4 separate regions of the Mus musculus genome follow, and all the other regions are linked to region 1. The links are chromatin contacts, called in public ChIA-PET, Hi-C and HiCAR-type maps. All regions are on one chromosome and are shown on one strand. The core of a region is the stretch at or near the end of the contact, and the rest is flanking DNA. Distances in the headings are between cores, read along the strand shown.

Region 1 (2,898 bases), core at 240-2,739:
GACAGTTAAACACACTAAAAGCAGATACACATAAACAAAAAACAGTATGTTACTTTAAAAATGTGTTGCAAAAATATGTAACATGATAAACTTACCTATAAGTGAACAGAAAAATACCAGCTACAGTGTACTTAGATATAATAATAAATAAATCTAAAAAAGAAAAAGAAAAAAAGAAAAAAGAAAAGAAAAATACCAGCAAGTTTTGTAAATGGTAACACTTGCTGCCACTGGAGAGGGATGTGAGATTGGGGATGGTAACACAGGAGAACGGTTTATAATTTGTAAGTTTTAGATTAAAAAACATAAATAAGAACATTGTTACTATCTACATTTACACCAAAGGCTTTAAACCATTATTAAAATTTTGGCCAGCCACTACTACGCAAGACCGCAGGAAAGCAAAATTAGAAACAAACAAAAGAAACTTCTAAAAATTCCCTATCTTTCTTACCATGCCCTTCGGTCCCAAAGTGCTCTTCACCAAGTCTCCAATGGCGATGGCACCGATAAACGACGACTTAAATTATAAAAGAAAAATCAGAAAAGGCGGTCAGAATTTACCCTCACAAAGCGTTGGATTTTATCATTTAAAAGCAACAGACGGGCTTACCAGGCGAGCTGTCTCGGCCCTCTCTTCATCAGCTCCAGCCTTGAAGATATTAACAGGTGCGAGGGAAAGGGAAGCCTAAGAGAGGAAGCCAACACACGCCGTTTGAATGCCAGTACTCGTTAACACCCGTCCAGGGCCTCTCACTAGATCGGGAAGTAGATTATCTAAAGGAAAATTGGTTTACCATCTAATTTCAGGAATCCGTCCTGGGAGTGGGGTATTTACTTAAATGGGGAGAGGGACGCTCATATGGGCGCCAGGAATAAATCATCACACCGACCCACTGGTCTGAATGGCAAAACTAAAGGCAACATTGGGCCGGTCGAGCACGGACCAACATAGCTACCTAGCTACCCTCCATCTTCCGCAGGCAAGCACGGCCACTCGCCCTTCCAGCCCCGCCCCGAAGAGGGCGGAGCCAGCAGGTCCTGCTAGAAACTTCTTCACTTGGGGTGAGGACCGGGGGTCGCCAAGGTCCCCTAGCCGAGAAACAGCCCTGATCTTACAAAGAGATGCTGACTTAGTGTGCGTTCCCCCTTCCCGTCCCGCGCGGAGAGCTCGGTCACCCGGTCCCACGCAGGCCTCATGCCCGGCCCGAGCCATGTGCGGAGGGGCCAGGAGGCGGCCGCTCGGAGCCTGCGACTCCGGTTAGACAAGAGGACCAGCGGGGCGGCAGGACACAGCGGGGCGGAGCAGGGAGCCTAAGTCCTTGGCCGAAAGCTAGGCTCACCATGGTTCCGACGGATTCCGCGTAGAGGAGAGAACCCCTCACAATCCGCGCCGGGAAGCCAGGCCGGGGAAAGAGAGAAAGGCGGAAGTGACGACACGCTCCGCCGCGGGGGGCGGAGCCGGACGCACGGGTTTCCGCCTCCTGCGTGGCGGGCTGGGCCGGAAGCGTAGCGGCTCGCTGGAGAAGGGGCGGGACCTCAGTTGGTGGCGGAAATCATTGAGCTGTGGGCGGGGCTAGGGGCGGGGCCAGGGGCGGGCTGCTTTAGAATAGAACTAGAGAACAAAGAGACAATGTACCGCGCGGGTTGCCGCGGAAACCAAGTTCCTGCTGACATATATTTTTAAAATATAATCTTTCAAAATTTGTTTTAAGGTCAGACGTACATTTTCAAGTGTTGCACACTAATCATTTCTATTATTTACCCTTCCTGGAGGCAACCATTCCCATTTTCGTGCTTATTTTTTCCTTTGGGAAAGTTATTTATCAATAGATTACTAAATGATTTTTTTATAAAGGAGTCTTCATTTAATCTTTCAGACATGATCTGACTGTGTAGCTCTGGCTTAGCTCGGAACTCACGTTGTGGACCCAGGCTGGCCATTCTGGGATGCTGCTTCTGCCCTACCTCAGCTTCATTTGTTTTCTCGGGGGGGGGGGGGGGCACCCTAATATAACTTACATGACTTCAAAGCAGAGATCAAGTCCTAAATATTCCAGTTTATCAAAAATAGTTTTCTCGGGAGCTGGAGCTATGGCTCAGCGGTTAAGAGCACTGACTGCTCTTCCAGAGGTCCTGAGTTCAATTCCCAGTAACCACATGGTGGCTCACAGCCATCTGTAATGGGATCTGATGCCCTCTTCTGGTGTGTCTGAAGACAGCTACAGTATACTCATATAAATAATAAATAAATAAAACCTTTAAAAAAATTAGTTTTCTCGGGCTGGCGAGATGGCTTAGCAGTTAAGAGCACTGATGGCTCTTCCGAAGGTCCTGAGTTCAAATCCCAGCAACCATAGGTTGGCTCACAACCACCTGTAATGAGATCTGATGCCCTCCTCTGGTGCGTCTGAAGAGTCAGCTACAGTGTACTTATGTATAATAATAAATAAATCTTTGGCTCAGAGCGAGCAGGAACTGAGTGGAGTTGACCAGAGCAAGCTGAGGTCCTAAAAATTCTATTCCCAAGAAGGCTCGCAACCATCTGTACAGCTACAGTGTACTCACATAAATAATCTTTTAAAAAAAGAGAGAAATGGTTAAAACATACATAGTCTAGGGAAAAGCCCCAAAACTAATGCAAAAAAAAAAAAAAAGTTTTCTCGGCGCTAGCGAGATGGCTCAGCGGTTAAGAGCAGTGGCTGCTCTTCCTGGGGTGCAGAGTTCAATTCCCAGAAACTCCATGGAGACTCACAACCATCTAATGCCCTCTTCTGGCATGCAGGTATACATGCAGATAGAGCACTCATTCATATATATATATATATATATATATATATATATATATATATATATTACATAAATCATTTTTTAAAAGATTTCTCTTGGAATTGGAGA
Region 2 (3,265 bases), core at 239-2,738, 590 kb before region 1:
TGGCAAACTACAGAGCACCTTCCAAATCACTAAGTTACTACTTGACACCTTTCTTAGATATTTTTCACTTAATTCTGATTTTTACAATGCTTTCTCAAAGCCACCAGACCTCTTATTAAATTCTCAAGCACTATGCAGATTAACCCACATCTGTTTTTGAGACCGATCACTTCGGCAAGACCTTGGTCCTTAGAGACTGGATTCCAAATGTTCACGTCTACACTTACTGTTCTTGGATTAGCTCCATTTTTAAAAGCAAACGAGCCTCCGTGCACTAGCGGGAGACTTTTCCATTGAGGAGTCCATCATATGTTCAAAGACTAGTTTCTTCTAACTTTCCAAATAAGTGAGTTACGCCCGAGTTTCTCTGCACAGCGGTAGTGATCTTGTTTAAAATAATGAATTCCGATTAATCTATCTGGTCACATTTAAGAGAACATGTTCCTGCACGCACAGGACTCATTTTCTTTGGAATGATTTCTGCTTGTCTTCCAGCACAGCCCCCAGGAAGTACAAGGACTCAGTAACTTGAATATATATACACACCTTCAGCTGGCAGCAGAAAGGAACACAGGCATCAAAGAACCCTCCTGCAGAAGCAGGCACACTGCAAGGCTCAATTAGTTCACGGACTGGGGACACAGCTTTTTATAAGTGCTTTCCTACCCCGGGGAAGTTTTCTGAGTCTCCCTCTCTGCTCTCCAGAGGCTAGAAAGTCCTAACCAGGTTTTATCTATTTTTTTCCCTCTTTTTTTTTTTTTTTCCTCCCCTGTAACAACAAAAGAAGTTGTCAGGAAACCGCTGCTTGGTATATGTCATCAAGGGCTTTCTATTTTCGGTAAGTTGTTCTCCTACTTACTCCTTAGTTACAGCTTCTCATTGTGCCCAAACACTCAGAGTGGTTAGGACCCTTCAGCCTCCACCACCAGCACCAAGCAAACCAACCCGACCTCATCAGAATCTCTTCTTGGATTCCTCCTGATGGCTGTTGACCCCACCCTCACCATCCCAAGTCTATCTGTAGACCTCAAGTTAAAAACTTCAGTTTAGAACTAAAATTCAAAAGTCACTTAAGATACTTTCCAGAAGCGAAGAGACCCCTTTAACCTCTCAAAGAAGGGAGTTCTTGAGCCCCATAGAAGCTCAGGCCATATACTGGAGTACCTGGGTCCTGGGCTATCCCATGGCTACATTGGAAGGAAAAGTTAACTTTCTTTGCTCCTTGAGTTTAGGCAACCCCTTCCCGCAGGCGCTGGACCTGGGGTGGTCCGGAGCTCAAAAAAATCTAAGAACAGAAAAGATCTGTTTGCAGAGAGGCTCGCGTACCACCGCCCAGTAGGCAAACACACCCCGAGGTCTGGAGCCCTGGGCTCCAGGGATGCGTGCATGCACCTCATGCCTCCCTCGCATCAACTCCGAGCGAGGACAGTGCACTCGATTCTTCCCCTGGGGTCTAACCGGGACGTTGGCCCCGAACCTGCACTGTTAGGCGGGAGCTCCCGCGCGCTTACCTTGGGGTTGGTCAGGAGCTGGTGCTGGTCGCTGTGTAGCAGCGCCCTGGAGTTGGACTCGGAGTTGTTCACGTACACCTGGACGCAGGGATACTGCGAGGTGCCCCTGCAGTCGGTGCCACAGGTGAAGGTGCACTCGAACACCTCGCCGATCTGCTGCACCGACAGCACGGTGCAGTTGGCCGCCGTGGCTTGCAGATCCTGCAAGGCGGGACTGAGCCAGCAGAAGCCGAAGATGAAGAGCGACAGGATGCCGGAGACGATGAGGAACAAGCCGAGCCGGATGCTCTTGTCTTCGGCTTCCGTGTACTCGTAAGACACCCTGAGCTTCGCCATCGCCCCCCACTCTCCACGGCTGGCGCGCTCCCCGCCCCCTCCCGCCCCCGGCGCCGAGCTCAACCGCCTCGGGCGGGAGGAGCCGCCGCCGCCGCCGCGCGACAGCAGGGGAGTGGGCGGCGAGGGGGCGCGCGCGAGAACAAAGGGGCCGAGGCCGGCGACGCCCCCGGCGGCGGCGACGGCGCTGCCCGAGGCCGGGCTCCCGGGTGCCACCGCCGCCTCACAGCGTCCGGCACCCCGGGGCTCCCCGAGCCCGCCCCCGCCCCCGCGCGCTCCGCGCCCCGCGCCCGCCTCCCCGCGCGCGCCGCCCGCCTGCCATCGCCGCGGCCGAGCGCCCGGCGCCCCGACGCTGGGAGCGACTGGGCTGCTGAGCCCTGGCTCCGCGTTGAGCGAGGCTGCTCCTCCCCGCCCTGGGCGCCGCCGCCCCGCCCCGCCCCGCGCCGCGCCCCGCAGCTCCCGTGGGCGAGCACCCGGGCCGCCGCGAGCTGCTCTCGGAATCCTCGCCAGATGCAACCTGGAGAGATGGCGGAGACGGTCGAGGCGAACGCTTAGCACCGAGGGAGCGTGGCTGGGGAGAAAGTTAAAAGAGAGAAAAAAAAAATTTTTTTAAGTGGGGGAGGATGGCGTGAGCGTGCGAAGCGGGAATCTTCAAACTCCGATCCGGGGAGCTGCGGGGCAGCAGGCGCACCGGCAAAGGGAGCTCCGGTGGCGGCGAGCGACAGAGGGCACCGGCGCGGACGCGGGGGGATGCCCACAGGCGAGCGGCCGGGAGCCGGAGGTCCCCGCGGATCCCACGCCGCCACCGGGACCGTGCAGGCTAACACGATTGGAGCCTTGAGCGTCGGTGGACTTTCCTGGAAAAATAGGTGCCAGACAGCGGGAACGACCCCTAGGGGGTGGACGCAAACAGGTGGCAAAGCCTGGCCTCGGGCTGGTGAGAGCAGACTCTGTTGGCCTCTTTAGGAATATTGCCACCCTTAGCTGGCCCTGAGATTTGCAGGTGAGCTTTTTCTGGAGCTCTGTGCAAGGCGACCGCGGCTTGCAGACACTTTGGAACTCCACCCTATCGATGTACACCTTTATTCAGCCTCTATTCTCCTGACTTTTCCTTTGTAAGTTTAAATTTGCTTTTTACCTACATTTTTTTAAAGATCATAAAACCAAACTTGAGAACTGTTTAGAGCTGCGTTTGGAAGAATAAAGTTGTTGTTGTTGTTTTAACCCTCCTTTTCTTGTCTTTCAAGTCCTAGATGAATGAACTCAGGCTCCTGATGAATAACAGTTGCCAAGTCATGGAAATGTTAAGCCCACTCTACCAGACTTCAAACCCTTTGGCTGGCACTGACAGAGTTCTGGCATGTTATGCTGATGGGTATTTCCAAACAATGGTAAAGGAGACCTTTAGTGTCTGTTTTTCT
Region 3 (3,179 bases), core at 545-3,044, 610 kb after region 1:
TGCCTTCATGTATGTCTGCAAACCACATGTGCCACAGCAGCCAGAAGAGGGAGTCAGCACCCCTGGAGCTGGAGTTACAGTGTGTTGTGAGCTGTGGGTGCTAGGAACCAAACCTGGGTCCTCTGTAACTGCAGACAGTGCTCTTACGCCCTGAGCCATCTCTCTATCCCTTGAGCATTTTGTTTAACTTAAACTTTTCCAGTGCCTGTTAGAGCACATGTGTTCTCTGGGGTGGGTACTGTACTGGTTACTGGTTTGATTGCTGGGACAAAGTGCCTGACAGAGCATCATTTACCTTACACTTGCATGATTGGTAGAAACAGGGGAAACAGAGGTCACTGGGAGACCAGGGACAGATGCCACCTGCTAGCCCTATCACTGTGGCCCTGCCTCTGCCAGGAGCAGCCAAGGACTGAGTGCCCAGACACATGATCCTATGGAAGGGCATTTCACATTCAAACCAGATCAGATACTGTGTGTAATAAGGTGTAATCTACTTCCTTCAAAGTTACTATAGGGCTGATGGTGTGGCTTGGTGGTGGACCACTGAACTGGTATAATGAGATTCTGGCTAGAGCTCAGTATATATTACAGAAAGAGAAGAGGAGTGGGGGGGGGGGGGACTTCATTTCATCAAATCTAAGCTGTCATTCGTATAAAATATAACATACCACCAGGAAATAAAATCCTCTCTGTTAAATACACATTTTTCAGACATGAAATTTTAAGACACATAAATCCAGAGATGTCATATACGAAATTTCATGCCCTGTAAAATACACAGTAACTATAACCCTTTGAATTTAGGGTCTCCTAATGTCAAAGAATTATAAAGCACACAAGAGCAGTGACAGCTGGAAGCCACACGCACCTGTGTCTGAGCCTTCCTAAAGTCAGTAGCATCTTCTCTGAGTCTCAGAGACATCTTGTCATAAAGAAGACCAAAGCCACAAGGCTGCACCCTGCTCTCTGCCACCCATGGGCAGGAGTCCCTGGACCTGCTGCCCTCAAGGACTGTTCAGACAGATTCCATGAGATGGCATAAAGATCTTAGGAAAGAATCTAAAAAAACAACCCCTGAAAACTCAGTAATATAAACATTATTATTATTCCTCTAAAACCAGTGTCTCTGATTTTAGTTTAATTAATTTTATAGTTTACAGAAATATTTTTAAAGATCTGCTTTTTTCGTTTTGTTTTTTGTGTATGCGTGTATGTTTGTGTGAGTCTATGCCACATGTGTGCAGGAGACCAAAAGAAAGGGGTCAAATCCCCTGGCCTGGAGCCACCTGATGCGGGTACTGGGCACCGAACTCAAGTTTGCTGGGAAAGTACCAGTATCCGTCTTTCCAGCCCTACAGAAATACTTTAAAAAACAATCATATTCTGCTGTCTTTCCCAGCCTGTTTATCCCACTACCTTTTTGCAGTAGAGTCAATAAACTAAATTTTCCTTTTTGCAATATTTTTAACTTAAAATGTCTTTGAGAACATGAGTGCCCCATTTACACCGTGTCCTGTCCTCCTCTGAACCTCTTCTTAAAAACAGCCTGTACCCACATAAAATGTAGCCTCTACCCTCTAACCACGCCCCTACTCCTTTCTAGTTAGAATGCAATTTAAGGGGGAGGGGTGCTCTTGAAATGTAGGATTTTAAGGGAGGGGGAAATCATTTCCCATCTCTGACTTAATTTTGGTGCATAACTGAGTTTCAGTCAGCTGCACCCCAGCTACCTCACGGGACCCCGTGTCTGTCTGATCACGTGATGAGTTGTGAAGCCCCACGTGACGGATGTGTTAATTCACAGCCAATGCCTCTTTTTCTCATTCGCTCGTCTCCCGGGCACGTGATACTTGGCTCCCTTCCACCACTGGTCCTTAACAAAAATGAGATGTGCTTGCTTTGCAGGGGGAATGCAAGATTACAACTACATCTGGGCCCAGTGCTTTGAAATTACCCTGGAGCTGTCGTGCTGTAAATATCCTCGCGAGGAGAAGCTGCCGCTCTTTTGGAACGATAACAAAGCCTCTTTGATCGAATATATAAAACAGGTGCACCTAGGTTTGTGTCCTATATCTTCTTGTTAACACTCACAGCGTGGGTAGAACCTTTGCGTCGAGCATATACAAAACCTCCTCCGGGGACTTGGGGCTGGACCTGGTTTTCTATGCCAGGACTAAGGGTTTGAATTCTCAACGTGTTATCTACAGTGTGTGAGAGATGCTAGGCTTAGCTGTTCGTTCGTAAGAGAGGATGAGTCACTTGTTTTGAGGGCGTAAAAGCCCAGAGTTCCCCCAATTTTACATATGGAATGATATGCAAATCTGGCAAAAAGATCAGGAAAACCGGATGTACTCTTGCAACATCTTCAATCAGAAGCCTAGTTGTAGCCCGCTGCGTGGCTCTGCAGGTAAATGCGCCTGCGCCAAGCCTGGTGCCCTCCGTTCATCCTGGGAGCCCACAGGGTGGAAGGAGAGACCTGACTACTGTCCTCTGACCTCCAAACTCTTATGCCATAGAGCACGGGGGCCTCCCCAAGACAATAAATATGTAAATAAGCAAATGTAAAAATTTGAAAATAAAACCGAGTGCTGCCGGCACCTTTATAACATTACAAACATATCATTGGCTCCCTCCACCTTACGTAATCACCGTGCTGGGTCCTTGGTTGTTATTCTGACATTTCAGTTTCCGCTGGCCTTTTCCCGTGAGTCCTGGAATAACTGAACCATCATCCATTAAGGCTCTCCCGATACTGATTCTTTAGTAAGTCACTCTGAATTCTTTTGTGAAGTCACCCTTCGTCACTATCATCAAGGAGGTGTAACAAGACATGAATATGTCTCTGCCCCTCGCTGCCCTCTCTGTCGCCTTTTAATCTAGCCATCGGGATGATGGGATGATCCACAGAGCGCTGAATCAGGGCCAGCTTCGCATGCCATGTTTAATACGGTATTAGTGTGCAGAAGCTGTGCAGCCCGATAAATAATAAGTAATAAATAATAGCATAAGCATCGTTGGCAATGGTATATTGAGTTTATGAGTCCATTTAATTAGGCCGTATCAAGAATATTTTTCCACCCGCCTGTCCCTGTAATCTGCTGAGAACTCAGATAACAGTAGGTTTATTAGCACGTCAATCCTGCCCCCTTGTGGTTTAAGACAGGAATATTTTTTTC
Region 4 (3,223 bases), core at 689-3,188, 680 kb after region 1:
AAGCCTAGAAAACTCTCTACGGACACAGACAAGTTATCAGAGGCCCATGAGCAAGTCGTAACACCAACACTTCTTCTGAGTTTAAAATATGCACATCTGAATTTTTTTCATGTTCAAAAGTTTGGAAGTGTGTGTGTTTCACCCAAGTGACTTTATAATCAAAGAGTAAATGACACATGCGACCGATGAACTTAGGAAGCAAAACCTTACTGCTCATTTTGTGAAGACTTCCAAGAAGTTTGTCCCCAGCTGCGCTTAAGCAGGGGTACCGTGCGCTTACAATTGGACACTTGGTGGGCATCGCACACCTGAGCTGCTGTCTCCTCTGCTCTCGTCACCTCCTCAGTTACGCTTTCTTCTCATGTCTGTTGTCTCTATACTTGTAGTCTCTAAACCTTGGGTTACAGCTTCAAAATTTACAAAGTCTACTAAAAAGGCACAAAAAGAAAAAAAAAAGTTACCAACCACTTGATAAAGGGACGTGACTACCACACCAAGGGCGGCAAACACCATTCCAAGCGAATGAAACTTCACATCGTAATAAGAATTTAGGATTACACCTACAGTAATAGGAATCTGCAAAGACAAAGAGGCAAATGCTGTGAGATTAAATTCAAGAATGATGTCTTACAACACTAAGGAAACATAACAGTGGGGCTGGGGTGGGGGAGCACTGTAAGTTTTCTTTGGGGAAAACTGCCAATCCTTCTCTACAGAGATTCACATACAACTCTACATCTGGAAGAAAATATGAATCCGTGCGTTGTGCTTTGTAAGGAAACAGGACACACATTTACAGGGAATAAAATAATCCCCCAAACCAGTACTTAACACATAAGCATAAACAAGGAAGGAGGAAAGCATTATGACTGGAAAAACGAAAAAACCACTAAGTGCTAATGTTATTTTAACGAATCTCCTTTTATGTAAACACAAGGCACCCCAGCAGTGTGCCACTGAAGGTGTATTCCGAGGTATTTTATGCTAAACCATTTCATGTTTATCACTTCTGGTTCGATTTCCTGGGGATATTCTTTTCTTTCCAGGTTGAGCTTTCGCAGATATCCTGACACACTGAACTGTTCCATTAAGGCAGCTCTCTCCCTCATCAATCCCAGCAGTTAAAGATTTCTATCAGGAACACACCCATTTACTAAATAGCAGCGGAGTGTCGAGATGGCCTTTTCCACCCCTCCCCAAACAAGCTTCTTATAAGGGCCTGGCTCGTGTGTGGAGTAAAGATTATGGGAATGGGCTTCCGTCGTGCCAGGCTATAAGCAAGGTGTATTCAGTTTTCCCGGGGAGAAAGGCAGCCAGGTAGCTGGGCAGGGACAGGCTCGCGCAGCGGCAGCGGCAGCTACTCACCAGCGTGAGCTGTATTCTGACGGAGAATCTCTTCTGGTACCAGAAGGTTTGGATGGCTATGATCACCGGCGTGGTCATGGCCTTGGCCAGCTGATAGGTGCCTATGGTGTTGTTCTGCAGAGAAAGGTTGGTGAAGACCACAAAGCCACAGAAGCTGAGGGCCAGGAGGAGGAGCTTGGAGAGCGGCAGACTTTTGGGGGCAAAGATGTTCAGTTTCTGGCAGATGTACAAGCCCAGCCAGGTGACCACGAAGTGCACCAGGGTCAGGCTCATGTTGGGGAAGCCGTGGTGTACATAGATCCATTTGTTGAGGAACACGATGCAGATGGACACCAGCAGGTTGAACAGGAGCCCGGCGGCGATGCGCCCGTTGCCCCGGACCCGGTCCGCCAGCGATGCCATGATGCCCGCCGGCTGCGGAGCAGCGTCCTCGGCCGAGCCCGGGCTGTCCAGCCTCCCCGCGGGGCGCTCGGACGCTCTCCCGCTGTCCCGGCTCTCCGCCGCCGCGCGCCCGCAGCCGCCCGCTCCACGGTCCGGCCGGAGACAGGCATGCGCCAGCCGGGTCCCGGTCGCTGCGCCGCGAGGTAATAGGCCGCCGCCCTCCGAGCGGGTCCGCCACGGCTCCTCCCAGCCCCGCCCCCGCGCAGCCACGTGATTCCGCCGCGCAGGCGCGCTCGGCGCTCCGCTGGGTTGCTTAACTCGGCTGGAGGGAAGCCCTTGGCTCCCAGGGAAGATTAGTTTCTGTGGCCGATTCCCCGACTTACTGGGAGGCGCAGATTCCCCGCCAGTTTTACTCTCCACGTTGCTGAGCTGTTTTAATCCTCTGAAGGGGGGCAGAGCATTACTTACTGAAAGCATATTTTAAAATATCTTTAAAAGTCTAAACAGGCCGGGCGGTGGTGGCGCACGCCTTTAATTCCAGCACTCAGGAGGCAGAGGCAGGCGGATTTCTGAGTTCGAGGCCAGCCTGGTCTACAGAGTGAGTTCCAGGACAGCCAGGGCTATACAGAGAAACCCTGTCTCGAAAAACCAAAAATAACCGTCTAAACAGGTAAGAGTGGATGGACAACTAACTGTCGTCTACTGTAGATTTAAACATATTTTGGCGTATTTGCCTCGAAAAACTTTAAACCACAGAATTTTTTACCCACGAAGTTTTTTTTTTTTTTTAGTAAAACCTAAGAAGCAAGTACATTTACCTGTATGCCCAAGATATTAATTGCACTTCTAAGAGGCATATTATAGTAGCAAGCATGCAGTCCAGTTTCAAAGTTACAGAGCTGGAGAGGAAGTGAAAAATTATATATTTTTGGTTTTGTTTTTCGAGGCCGAGAACTCATTCAGGCTAGACTCGATCTCAATATTCACTTTTATTCACACTGTTACAATATGAGAGTGGTATTTCTCATCTGCAAACGTCAAATACCAACTCAAAGTCTGTCCACACTGATTGAAAACGTGGACCCCCCACTTTTACAATGTTACAGGGATTAAATAGAGCAGACTTGGAAGTCTCTACAGAGCTAAGGATGACACAGAACGGATCTCCCTGCTTCCACCCATTGAAGTGTCACATGCCTTGCAACTAATGTGTAGTTTTAAGTTTTGGACACTATTTCATAGGTTTTTATGATCTGTTTGCTTATGTCTCTGCCCGTTTTCTCCAGGATACCGTTTTTTTCTAATTGGCACTGAAAAGAAGGTCTTTGCATCAGAGGCACAAGAGACTCTTTGATGAATTTTCCACAGTTAATTACGTGTGTGTGTGTGTGTGTGTGTGTGTGTGTGTGTGTGTGTGTGTGTGTGTGTGTATGGGTGCCTGTGTGACGGTCAGAGGATAACTCGGAGTCAGTTCTCT

Evidence for each region. Hi-C and Micro-C count contacts between places; a contact is called where the count stands out from the background. ChIA-PET counts read pairs in DNA pulled down with a chosen protein or histone mark. HiCAR-type assays count read pairs that join an accessible place to other places.
Region 2: an RNA polymerase II ChIA-PET map of memory CD8 T cells shows a contact between it and region 1, with 60 read pairs. The contact joins the promoter of Kcnmb4os2 here to the promoter of Cct2 in region 1. A contact is called at or near these places in 1 of 39 promoter capture datasets (embryonic stem cells), 2 of 484 Hi-C or Micro-C datasets (CD4 T cells and cerebral cortex), 7 of 115 datasets of contacts at active chromatin or transcription factors (the 230-238 cell line, astrocytes, embryonic forebrain and 4 more) and 1 of 9 other capture datasets (liver).
Region 3: a contact with region 1 is called in a Hi-C map of cortical neurons, with 4 times the contacts expected there. The contact joins the enhancer-like site here to the promoter of Cct2 in region 1. A contact is called at or near these places in 4 of 484 Hi-C or Micro-C datasets (cortical neurons, embryonic stem cells and pro-B cells) and 1 of 115 datasets of contacts at active chromatin or transcription factors (pro-B cells).
Region 4: a contact with region 1 is called in a HiCAR-type map of astrocytes, with 2.5 times the contacts expected there. The contact joins the promoter of Slc35e3 here to the promoter of Cct2 in region 1. A contact is called at or near these places in 1 of 39 promoter capture datasets (pre-B cells) and 1 of 115 datasets of contacts at active chromatin or transcription factors (astrocytes).

What each region holds. Positions count from the first base shown.
Region 1 is chr10:117,062,363-117,065,260 of GRCm38.p6, forward strand. Cct2 (chaperonin containing Tcp1, subunit 2 (beta)) reads right to left here and starts at 1,490. Exons shown (of 16, transcript NM_007636.3): 1 at 1,344-1,490; 2 at 614-688; 3 at 455-520. The coding sequence starts at 1,346.
Region 2 is chr10:116,471,675-116,474,939 of GRCm38.p6, forward strand. Kcnmb4os2 (potassium large conductance calcium-activated channel, subfamily M, beta member 4, opposite strand 2) reads left to right here and starts at 1,489. Exons shown (of 3, transcript NR_130644.1): 1 at 1,489-2,713; 2 at 2,811-2,959; 3 at 3,092-3,265. Kcnmb4 (potassium large conductance calcium-activated channel, subfamily M, beta member 4) reads right to left here and starts at 1,849. Exons shown (of 3, transcript NM_021452.1): 1 at 1,512-1,849. The coding sequence starts at 1,847.
Region 3 is chr10:117,674,032-117,677,210 of GRCm38.p6, forward strand. It overlaps Cpm (carboxypeptidase M), which reads left to right. Exons shown (of 9, transcript NM_027468.1): 7 at 1,909-2,061. Among named protein-coding and RNA genes, the nearest start is that of Gm25709, 13 kb to the left of the region's middle. Within about 2 kb of position 1,795, at least 87 of the 459 cell types and tissues checked have an H3K27ac peak or open chromatin away from gene starts, as enhancers often do. A contact at or near this core is called in cortical neurons, where this site is marked.
Region 4 is chr10:117,744,420-117,747,642 of GRCm38.p6, forward strand. Slc35e3 (solute carrier family 35, member E3) reads right to left here and starts at 1,939. Exons shown (of 5, transcript NM_029875.2): 1 at 1,366-1,939; 2 at 466-576. The coding sequence starts at 1,767.